Linked DNA regions of Gossypium arboreum: region 1 is linked to region 2. The links are chromatin contacts, called in public Hi-C maps. All regions are on one chromosome and are shown on one strand. Each heading gives the region's core, a stretch centred on a gene start, on an enhancer-like site or on the middle of the called end of the contact. The rest is flanking DNA. Distances are from core to core; before and after follow the strand shown. Region 1 holds the start of LOC108461269 (clp protease adapter protein ClpF, chloroplastic). Region 2 has its middle 8.6 kb from the start of LOC108464554.

Region 1 (6,361 bases), core at 1,565-4,064, 47 kb before region 2:
TTGGTGACATAGGTGGGCCTCCATTATCTGCTGCAGAAGAATACTCACTTCACTCCAGATATCTTGCTAAGGCAAATTCTCTTAATCTTTCTGAAATTGCAGAGATGAAAATTCTGTAAGTTCATCATGCAGATCTCCTTCCATTTTTCCCATTGAATTAGCATTCCTTGTTATTATATTTCATTATCTGTTAGAATTGGTTAAACTCTTCATTTTTCACTGGATAATTGGTTTTCTTCACTATTGGTCACTGGAAGCACATTATGATAATAAACAAGCTGCTGAAGTTTTGAGACAGTTTACTCTCCCTGTCGTTTTCTTAATGTCTCATTTTTATTTGTTGGCTTTTACTCTTTGTGAGACCATGGTTCATTTAGTATGAACCACATTAATTTCATAAATGTTCAGATTACTCCTGATTTGAATTCAATGTTAGTTTATTTGTTTTATTTCAGTTATCGCGGGGGAGTGGACAGTGAAGGTCGCCCTGTTATGGTTGTTGTTGGAGCACATTTTCTGCTGCGGTGTCTTGAGCTTGAGCGTTTCATTCTCTATGTTGTAAAGGTATTAGCTTCCCAGTTCTTTTGGTTGGATATTTGAAATTCATACTGTCTCATTGAATACACATAATTTAAATAGCTTGATTTTGGGAAAGTATTTTAGTATGGACACTCAATTGTATACTATTATTGATAACTGGCTTTTGAGCAAAAAATTTTTTAATTATTAATTTCAGGAATTTGAACCTTTGATACAGAAGCCTTATACTATTGTATACTTCCACTCTGCAGCATCATTACAAGTGTAAGTATTGTATGGTTATGAGAAATTTGGCTTATTTGATGCACTTTAAAGAAACTACCTGGGGTTAATGTTTGGTGGGATTCGTTAAATGTTTTTGTTCTCTAAGTGAAGGCTTTTTGACCTTTCGTTGTTAAACAATGCTATTATCTCAGTATCATAGCTTAGCTGCTGTCTGTCAGTTTTTTCCTAGTTGTGAAGTTGATTTATCTGATCACCAAATGTTAACATATATTAAAACAGAGAGGAAGCAAACGATAATGGGGTAAGAATCTGTGTGTGATTTACTGAGTGATCAATAATTTCTTTACACTTCTGATAGCTAGTCAATCTTCGAGCTCCTCATACAACTTGTTCACTGATGTTGCATGTAATATTTTCTAATATTAGAACAATTCCTAGACATTGACAAAATCACAAGCAAAATTGCATAACTCAAAGCAATGAAAACAAACAAGAAGGTTGTGCCTTGTCTTGGGAAAATAAAATCTTGGTTAGGAAATTTTGATTTAATTAATACAAACCGTTCTTGGTTATGGTTAAATTCGATGTGAATTTTTATTCCCTGCTCATGTTACATTTTTTTTTTTCGCGTTCTGGTATAACCAGCCAACCAGACTTGGGATGGATGAGAAGATTACAGCAAATACTTGGTCGGAAACACCAACGTAACCTGCATGTATGTAGGCACTTTCTATTCCTAATGTTTTTAGTATTCATACACAACAATAGTTATTTTATCATTTTACATGTTTTGCAAAGGCAATATATGTTCTCCATCCTACATTTCACTTGAAGACTGCAATTTTTGCTCTGCAAATGTTCGTGGATAAGGTGGTATGTCTTAAGTCTTAACTATTTCTCTCATTTGAAGACTGATGTCACTGCTGAGGAATCTTGGTAACTTGATGTTCTTGGAAATGATATACAGGTGTGGAAGAAAGTGGTATATGTTGATAGGCTTCTGCAGCAATTCAAATATGTTCCTCGCGAGCAGTTGACCATCCCTGATTTCGTGTTTCAGTTGAGTGTTCTAGTTTTATCCTTTTATCATATAAAACGAAGCATAGCATCATTTATAGTCTTTTGGCAATGGATGTTCTTATGCAGTCCTACAATCCAATCAAGTTATCCAACAGTTTTTTTTCATGATTCACCTTAGTTATATTGTATGTTGATAGAAATGATTCTAAACATTTGGTTAACACTGATATTGCAGGCACGATATAGAAGTGAACGGTGGAAAGGGTCTTATTGTAGACCCTCGAACGAAATACATATATCATCGACCATAGAACATTTAAATACACAGTTTCAGAGTTGATGAAAGCCAGTAATTCTTGGTTTGATTTCCTCATCACCTTGTATTTGTAGGCAGGTAGTGGGTTGGTTGTGTTTGGTTTTTCATGTAGATATGTTTCTTTTTTTTTCGTTTTATTTTTTGAGCAATGATATGTTTGTTAATAATATATATTTCATGGTGATGTGAGCTTTTCTATTTGATTTCAACATGTTGCACTACATCCTGAGAAAGTGGACTCTTTCTTGGCATGTTTTAAAGAGGGGAAGGGATTGTCGGGGTTTTGAATCTGTCGATTATGGACATGGTCGACTTTAGACAGATCAGATTGTAAGTGTTGAGCTTTGAATTCTAATTTGTACTTCATTTTTAAATGAATCATTACCGTTCAAATCTGTCGTTTTTATTTTTATTTTTTTAAAAAGCATTTTAAAGTTATTTTCACTCATTTAAAATATAAATATTTATTTTTGCACTATAAAACTAAGAAATTATAAATTAAGTAAAAATAAAATTCAACCTGTAAACAGAAATCCAATTTGAATCAAATACATTTAAAAAATAATCAAAAAAATATAATTTATTTTGAATAAAATAGAATCAATATTTCTTTGCTCCAGCCCAGTAACAGAGGCAAGAAATGATCCAAGTTGGTTGCTGGCCTATCGGGCCTAAGGAATCTTACGTGTCAGGATTCTGTTCAATAACACACTCGATCCTGTAATCCACAGATTGCATATAATTTTTTTTATCTTTATTTTTATTTTTGTTTATTTTTAATTCTCCCCTTCCCTTCATCTGAGTCGCTGAAAGCCTGAAATTAATGAAGTTTCTCCTTTTTCTTTTTGATATAAAAAGCCTGAAATTAATTTTGTGAGGACGAAATTAAATGCCCAGAATTTCATTTTAGTTGGTTTCAATCAAGAAAGAGGAAAAAAAATCATTTTGTTTTCCAAGAAAAATGGTGCAGACCCTTTCATTAAGCAGTACTTTAACAACCTCTGGAAACACGGCTATTTATGGAACAGAAGTAGGCGGGAGGCGGCAATTTGAGATAATTGGAAAAGGTCATATGAAATATGGGATTAGTAGACAATATTTCAGGCATGGGTATGTACCAAGTTTTTACTTTAATGGCAATCCCAATTTGATGAAGAAAAGGAACTTTGGGGTTAAAGTTGGTTGGCCGTTTAAAGGAGGTGACCGGGAATTGGGTGCAAGCTCAGAGCGTAGTGAGACTGCTAATGAAGATATACTGATTTTCTTTTTCCAATTAGACTTGGCTACTCAAGTTCAGGTTTGGTGATGTGAGCTTGTGTTTTTTTTTCATCTATGATATGAATTTTATCTTTTATTAATAGTTATTTCTGTTTATCTCTCAGTTTATAGGATTCGGTCATTTTTTATGTTGTTTTTCTGTGGATTTGCAGCGTGCTTTGAACTTGGAAGAATATGAATTTGCACAGCAACTTAGAAACAAGCTTACTGAGGTTAGAACTTAGAAGACCTGATATTAATTGTTGGACTCTTTTGGAAGCTTTCCACTGGCTATTAGTTGTTAATGAAATGATTACTATGGTAGATTTTTAGTTTTCTTTGTACTCATTTTGCATGCATCAGTTCTTTATTTCATTATTTAGTATCATGAATTTATGTAAGCTTGGTTGGTACAATGTGTATCCAAGTTTGTCCATAAAAAATGGAGCTGAGACATGTGTACGTAAGTGTCTTTTCATTAACAAGTGTTCTGCTATGAAGGTTGAAGCAGAAATCCTCAAGCAGCAAGAAGCAAAAAGAGGTTTGTCCTCAAAGAGTGAAGCTCAAGATAAGGCACTAAGTCTTGTGCGTCTACGGTGAGGTCCCTCGCTTATGTTATATGCACTCTTCTTATAGTGCAGAGTATTGATTTTTATGAGAGATTGAGGATTTGGAGTATCTTCTTTTTTATTTTTTATTTAGATACACTTGAGTGCTTCAGGCTATTCATTTTCTTTGTTTCATTGCAGTGGAGAACTGCACAATGCAATCGAGAATGAAAATTATGCTTTGGCAGCTCAATTACGGGATGACATTTCTATACTCGAGGCTGAATCTTTGGCTGCATCTGCAAAAGCATTGGCATATGAAAAGGCACAATACGCTTTTCGTTTGGGACAGAAAGTTCAGCATAAAATTTTTGGTATACCATCAAACATGATTTCCAGTAAATTATATCAGCTATTAATGTCCTCCCTTTGTTTCTTCTCCTCCATCCCTTTACCCTAAATTCCACAATTGGGAATTGATTTCTTTTTCCTTTTCTATTTAATAATTCCTTTATATTTCAGTATGCTATTGCTTGTCGATGTGCTACAGCTTTTGTACTCGCTCAGCCTCCCTCTCCCTCCCCCAAAATCCCACCCTTCTTTCTAAAGATAGAGAAAGATAGGACAGAGAGAAGATGAGAGCGAAGTACAACCCTGTAAAGTATTACATCCATCGAGATTTACTGTGACAAGCATTAATACAAGGTTCTTGTCCTCTTGTCTTGTCATTCCCTACTTGTTTATATTATCCAGGTTATCGAGCTGTAATTTGTGGGATGGATCCAGTGTGCTGTGAATCAAGTACATGGATGGAAGCTGCACAGGTTGAAAAGTTGTCTCATGGTTCTAATCAGCCATTTTATCAGGTTTGATTAGTACTTATATTTAAATTCATCTGGAATGAGCAGTATTCTTTTCTTATAATCGAGATAATATTTAGCTTTCAATGCAATGAACCCCATGTATGACCTGTTATATCTGCTCTTCTTTTCTTGAAGCCTCCTAAGTTTTGCAATGGTCAATGAACTTTCTCTTTTGGTATGGATATATTATTATGACATAGAAACCAATAAAACATAATTTCTATACAGAAACAATAAGCATTTGGATCAGAAAAATCCTGGTAGGCTTTATGAGTGCTTCCTGTAAGATTTTACCATGCAATAAACAAATATGACCAAGTTCAATAGTGCGCTAACTTCTCTTTGCCTATTTTCTAGTTGATGATTGTTCAAAATTTGGACCTTATACACTTGACCTTCATTGCTTTTCCGTTCTGACTATCAATTGAATAACCAGTTAGTCTCTGCCACTGGAAACTTATTTCCTTTAGTGCATGTTAGTGTGTATTGCCAGGTCATTCCAGCATTGAGGATGCGCTGATGGCATCCACAATATTTACATGCCCTCTTTGTTTAATATTCAGGGAGTGTGCTTTTCCTGCCTCAAAAAGATTACCAAAAAATAAAAGAACCTTTATTTAAAATTTTCAGTTATAAAAAATGTTAATTATCATTCATATTGTTTCTTACATTGTCAACTAAATAAGAACATGCTTTTTATGTGGTATAAGGTCAGTTAATCATAGACAATTTTTCCTTGTAATATTGATAGGATCATGTACTACAGAAAGAGAGGGGATAGCTGTTGCGTGCTTTGCCCGGAAAAGTAGACTGTCCCTATTCAGAAAAAAACTTTATCAAAACTTACCATGATTTATTGCAGTGATAATGTTCAAAGATTCTGAGAAATTGGAGGAAATAATTTGCTTTACCCGGAAAGATTTTTCATTAGAGTACACTAATAAGGGTTAAACTCCATAGTACTGAAATACAAATCTATAAAATAGCAGCAACTACGACAAAGAGCATGCATGATATAGAATGGGCTGATTTAACCATATATTCTAATGTGGTCTGTGTTGTTTTCCAGGTCTTGGTTGATGTATATGCTGACCCCAATCTACTAGTAGCATATGGTAAAGCATTTCAGTATTGCTGTTGGCTTGATTCCTTTTGATATAGTTTACCTTTGTCTCTTTAGCTGTTTGAAATTGGTAGTTTCTTCATCGTTATCTCTTTTTAATTTGATTAAGTTATGATCTTTTTGCCTAGTTCTTACCTCTGATAGCAATGCTAGATATATTTGTCTTGTAGTAACTTTTTGAAAGTCATGTAGCTACTCCACTGATGAACTCAATTTATGTTTCTTTATGCTGCAGTTCCTGAGGAGAATCTTTTAGCCCCAGAACAACCAGATTTGGTGAGTGGAACTATAATTAACAAAACATAATACTTGATACCATCCTCTTCGATTCACCGTGGCTGCCTATATCCATGTGCAGAGACGGTTTGACCATCCCTATGTTTCTTTTCTATTCTACGGGATGGATGCAGCCGGTGATTTCATCCCTATCAAGCAGCTTCGTGAGAAGTACAACAGGCCTCGCCATGAA
Region 2 (5,702 bases), core at 2,893-5,392:
CCACCACTTTGCATTTACCCTTAGCTTTAGAAGATTCACCACCTTCTTTAACTAACCATGTAACACACAAGATTTCCCATAAAAAATAAGAGTCGATAAGATGCAAAAATACATGCTTTAAATGATAAAAAAAAATGAGAAGATGGGTAAAGACTTCCTCAAAATCAAACCCTCCCAAACACCCAATAACCTCCACATTCATCCTTGAAGAACATAGATTTTTTTTCATGGAACTTTAAAAGCTAGATCAAGACCCTTACTTCTTTGATATTCGGAGGATGAAAAATGGTGAGAACTTACTCAAATCTCTCTCCTTCTACACGGCTCGCTAAGGAAAATAGATGGAAAAAAGAAGAAAAAAAATGAAGAAATGTAAAAAGAACTGTGTAAAAGCTATGGAAATAATGAAAAAGAAAAAAGAAAAAAATAGGGTGATTATAATATAGGGAAAATGGGGACAAATCCACTTTATCCCTCACCTCAATCTACAGAACCATATTTTCCCATTAATTGGGAGAAAACTTGTATTCAAAAATGGTAAAATTACCATATTAGCCATTTATTTCCCCTACTTCACACAAGCTTCCCAGCATCCTTAATTTCTAATAAAAAGGTCCAAAATTAACCCAAATTAATTTCAACAAAACCTGATCCCAAAACAAATTTATCCATCACCAACCTAGGTCAATGCTCGAACGTTGACTCGTGAATTTGGGGCCGTTACACAGTGAGTTACACGGCTTAGCACATAGCCTTGCACACGAGTGTGTGACATGACCGTGTGACCCTACTCAATGAGTTACATGGGTGAGGACATAGGCTAGGACACGATCGTGTGTCCCTTGTTCAATTGTTACATGGCCTGGGCTATATCACACGGCCGTATGACTCCTGTTTTTCCAATTTTGTAATTTTTTCTTAAAACTTTTGTTCTGTTTTAGATTAGTTTCGAATTGCTTCAAAGCCATTTTTAGGGCTTTGAACGCTCGATTTAGGGAAAAAATGCATGAGATTGAATGGTTTATAATATGAGTTTAATTTATTTAAATATTATGATGTTAATGTTTTCGATTGTACGATAATGCTCTGTAACCTTAATCTGACGACCGAGATGGGTTAGGGGTGTTACAGACTCGATGTTGTGACATTACAAACTGTTCAGTGACATCACAACATGGAGAAGGTGACATCGTGATGTCGGCCCTGAATTTTCAAAACTTTACAATTTGATCCTATTTTGTGCTCGAGTCAATAAAAGAGCTTTCGTAAGCTTGATTAAGGCTCGAATTTAATTGTATACCACATTATGAATGTATTTATGACACGATTTTTTGTTTAAAATAATTACAGTATGTTTGACTATAGTTTCTCCAACAATGACTATAATATCCCGTAACTTGGACCTAACGATTGGGTGGGGTGAGGGGTGTTACATCTCTTATGCTAATCTAGGTTCCCGTTTTCCATTGGTTGCCTAGGCTAAGTGTGCCCAAAGCCTCTCCCAAGCGAGGATCGAAGGTTGATTTAAACTCGTTAACAAAATACCAAATCTAAGGCCGTATGTTTGCTTCGCTAAAGTTCTAAGCATGTGACATGTAATATTAGGTCGGCTTGTTATTTTCATAAATTACTCATAAGAAATAAATTAATAGATTTAATGGTTGTCGTTTGCATTAAGACCATCGTGAGCAGTCTTGTTTTGGTACCACTAAGATCTTGGTCAGATGCATCGTTCTGATAATACACTAGAACAATAAACTTGAGGTTTTGTTCTAGTGCAAGTTTCAGTCGTACCGATGCATACCGACCGGAATATGGTGTACTAGCCGATACCAAAAAATAATTTTAAAATATATTTTAAATTTAAATGTATTTTTATTATTTACTTGTAAAAATATTTTTAAAAATATTTTAAATTTAAATTTTAGTACTTATTTTGAATTTATTGAATTATGAATTGTTATATGTATAGTATAAGATGATATTATAGTTTAATTTATGAAATAATTTTTTACTTGTTTATTTTGAGTTTATTTAATGATCGATTGCATTTGTGAAGTTTATTAAAGAATATTATATATAATTGATTAGTATTTTTCTTATCTTAAAATTTAAATACGATGAGATTTGAACTCATGCCACTGACATTTTTAAAATCTTTAATTTAGCACTTCAGTCGAAATTTTATTTTGATGAGTATTTTATATTTGAGATATATTTAACCTCATTATTTGATAATTGTAAATACTTTTTATATACATATATCAATTTTTTTAAAAAAAATCGATAAACTCGAAATAGTACACTAGTACTGATATGTACCAATACCAATAGAAAAATGGTATGCCCACGGGCACGATACTAACTAACTTGATTAAGACTAAAATTTTGGAAAAAAAAATATATAGCGATTAAGAATGATCCAGTTGGAGAACATAGATTAAATCTATAACTTTACGCATATTACAGGACTAATAGCATAATTGAACCAAATAGATTTAACTGTTATTATTTGGTCAAGACTAAAATTTTACTAAATCCACAACATATACAAATTACAGTTGTAATAGCTATATACAACATCCACACCCTCAAATTTTGAACTGAATTATAAAATCTAAACACTTAGCTTTATTATACTGGCTCTTAACTACTATAGGTCCAACTTCAATGTCATCAAAGAGGAAGAGGAGGACGTGAGCTTGGATTTTCCTCATTGCGAGGGACGATTCCGATGACATAAGTTGGAAGTGAGTGAAGGAGGCCATAAAACCAGCAGAAAAGCTGTTTAAAAATATCAAAGAAGAATCCATGGCAAGGGTACGAAAGGAGGTGGAAGAAATGGAAGGGCCAGAAGAGCGAAGGTGGGTAAAAGAGGGAGACTAGTAGCGATGCACTTACAGCAGTGGCAAAATCTCTTGGGCGAAAGCGGATGAGATTGACGTTGAGAGGGATGTCGGCGGAGGTGAAGAGGAATAGTAGGAGGAAGAAGAGTGCAAGAAGTAAAAATGGGAGCTCCATAATAGAAAATTCTCGAACAAAGATTGAGGAACTACCATCCGAGTTGGAAGGGATTAAGAACATAAAAAGGATCAAATTCAACACAGGAGGGATACAGTATCGCAGGTCCATCAGGTTTTCGACTTTGTTCTCTTTTTTGTACTCAGACGGAGCCTTTGGGGCTTTGTTCTTTTTTTCGTATGGTTGATGGAGGCTTTGGGGCTTTGTTCTACTCGACGAAACTCTTGAGGGAGGAAGGGTTGGTATTTATAACAGGGAGGTGGGTTGAAGAGGAAAGGTCTTACAGTTAGAGCTGATCATAGGCCGGGCGGCCCAGCCCAGCCCGACCCAAAGGCCCGCCCAAAAAATGGGAGGGTTTGGGTAAAAATATAGGCCCGAAATATGGGCTTGGGCAAAAAAACGAGGCCTGTTTAGAAAACGGGCCGGGCCTCGGGTAAGATTTTTTTGGCCCGGGCCCGGCCCGAATTATATATTAATATATATATTTTTTATTTTTTAAAATTATTTTAAATTTTTAATATAACTATTTTTTATTATATTGTTAATTTGTGTATTGTTTTAAGAATTGTTTTAGTATTATTTTTATTTGTTTTAATATTTATTTTTATGTTTTTAAATATATTTGATTTATTAAATTTTAAATTTTTTATTTAATAAATAAGAAAAAAAATTAATATGGGCCAGGCCGGGCCGGGCTTGAACAAAATTTTAAGCCCATATTTTGGGCCGGGCCTAGGCCCAAGCCTAGTAGACGGGCCTAAAATTTTATCTTGACCTGGCCCAAACCCAGCCTAGCCCGGCCCATAATCACCTCTACTTAGAGCCTCCAAACACTCCCAATTCAATCCCGGCTGCCTCCAACTTGACCCAATTCCCCACTAAAATTGGATCAATTGAGTCTTAAATCCACCCTTAATTTTGACATCCAGTCACGTTTACTTACATGCAAATCGGTCTAAAGTTTATTTACTAAATAAAAAATATTGAAAATTGAAAAGAGCAGTGTTCAATTTAATTTTGACACGGTTACTTACATGATTTTCCAAGTTTCTCTAAGTTTATTTACTAAATAAAAAAGCAAAACAGAAAAGGGTTTGAAGAGTTAGTGTTGCTGCAAACTAACAACACCCAATTACTTCATGCTTTGTTTGGGGATGGTGGCAACAGAGGACAACATCAACGATGTTTACAAGGAAGCGGATAGGGTTTTGTTTTCCACAAAGGGTTTGAACAACCACTTGTTTTTATTTCAAGTATTGAAGCGGTAGGGTTTAAAGAAAGAAAGGGTTCCAGTAAGTGCACGTGAATATTTTTTTATTGTTGAAATTTGAAAGAAAATAAGTTTATGGGGGGTTTTATATTGATACATAAATTTATAAAATAATTCAGTAAAAAACATAATGTTTCTTATATTACACTATATAAACCTAAAGATTACGTAAAAACAAAATATTAAATATGCATCGGGGATTATATTCCTTGTTGTTAGTAATGAAAGCTAAAAATTAGTAAATAATAAGCTTTAATAAGCAAATTGGCTCTACACTATGCCCATGCCTAAAATTTCATTTTGCCCCATTTTACCTCAAAAGCTAATACCAACCAATAAGAATGTTTTATCATACGCCACACACTTTTGAAATAAAATGAGACAGTTTACATACTTTTAGATTATAATTTAATGTCAATTTCCTTATGTTAAAGTATGTTATAAGTCCATGTACTTTTTTGAATTTAGAACTTAGTTCCTCTACTTTTAAATTTTAAAATTCATGTCCAATTATTAATATCAGTAAAATTTTTTATTAACTTTATTGGTATAACATTTTAGAATAAAAAAATTCTCACTTAACAATAATGTAACTAAAATGTTGTAATAAACCTAAATTTGACAAAAGAGAAGTTAACATCTGTACTTGTATTTTTAAATTTGAAAAGTAAATAAAAAATAAAAAAATCCTTGAAATAAAAGTCACCTTGAGCATATTTTAACCATTTGCTTATTAAGCCTACTACTGCTCTAACCCAATTCTCATATTAGTTCTTAAAGCTTTTTTTTTGTCAAGAGTAGCACTTTAATCATCGTTTCATTTTTACCCAAGAAGTGTATGATATCTAATAAGAATATTTCATGTGTTACTCGATGATATTGTTTATTGGATAAATCAAGACAAAATTGGTAGTTTAGGTGCCATTTTTGAAAGAAAAAAAAAATTAGGGACCAATCTGAAAAGTGAGGTATAGCCGAGGGGGTGAGTTATAATTAAAAAGAGAAAAAGAGAAAAAAAGAAAAAAGAAAAGGAGAGTTGGGTGGATATAATAATAGAAAGAAAGGCAATTGGGCAAGAGAGAATCTAAGGAAAGGCAATGGGATTTTATACAACTTTGGATCTGACAATCACGCTGTCTCCTCTGCTTCCCTACAAAACTTAGATCTTCTTCATCCCTCTTCACGCGCCCTTTCTCCCCATCCTCCCCACTCTCTCTTCCTTTTTTTTTTTTTTCCTACTAAATTTTCATCAAAATAATATAAAAACATAAATTATTTCCCGAAATAATATAAGATGAACATTATTTACTATTATTTGTTTAAAATGTATTTATCAAAATCCCAAATTAAATATTAATTATTTGCTCTATACTCAACTAGAAAAATCTAAGTTGTATTGATTCTAATCCAA

The links. Hi-C and Micro-C count contacts between places; a contact is called where the count stands out from the background.
Region 1: a contact with region 2 is called in a Hi-C map of leaf, with 4 times the contacts expected there. The contact joins the promoter of LOC108461269 here to the enhancer-like site in region 2. A contact is called at or near these places in 2 of 5 Hi-C or Micro-C datasets (both in leaf).

The regions. Positions count from the first base shown.
Region 1 is chr13:29,012,406-29,018,766 of ASM2569848v2, reverse strand. LOC108461269 (clp protease adapter protein ClpF, chloroplastic) reads left to right here and starts at 2,814. Exons shown (of 8, transcript XM_017761060.2): 1 at 2,814-3,398; 2 at 3,532-3,591; 3 at 3,860-3,954; 4 at 4,108-4,280; 5 at 4,660-4,772; 6 at 5,839-5,884; 7 at 6,128-6,168; 8 at 6,251-6,361. The coding sequence starts at 3,063. LOC108464508 reads left to right here. Exons shown (of 15, transcript XM_053024020.1): 9 at 1-115; 10 at 456-564; 11 at 737-804; 12 at 1,411-1,480; 13 at 1,564-1,638; 14 at 1,733-1,825; 15 at 2,021-2,496. The coding sequence ends at 2,125.
Region 2 is chr13:28,967,786-28,973,487 of ASM2569848v2, reverse strand. No RefSeq gene overlaps it. Among protein-coding and RNA genes, the nearest start is that of LOC108464554, 8.6 kb to the right of the region's middle. Within about 2 kb of position 4,142, at least 2 of the 2 cell types and tissues checked have an H3K27ac peak or open chromatin away from gene starts, as enhancers often do. A contact at or near this core is called in leaf, where this site is marked.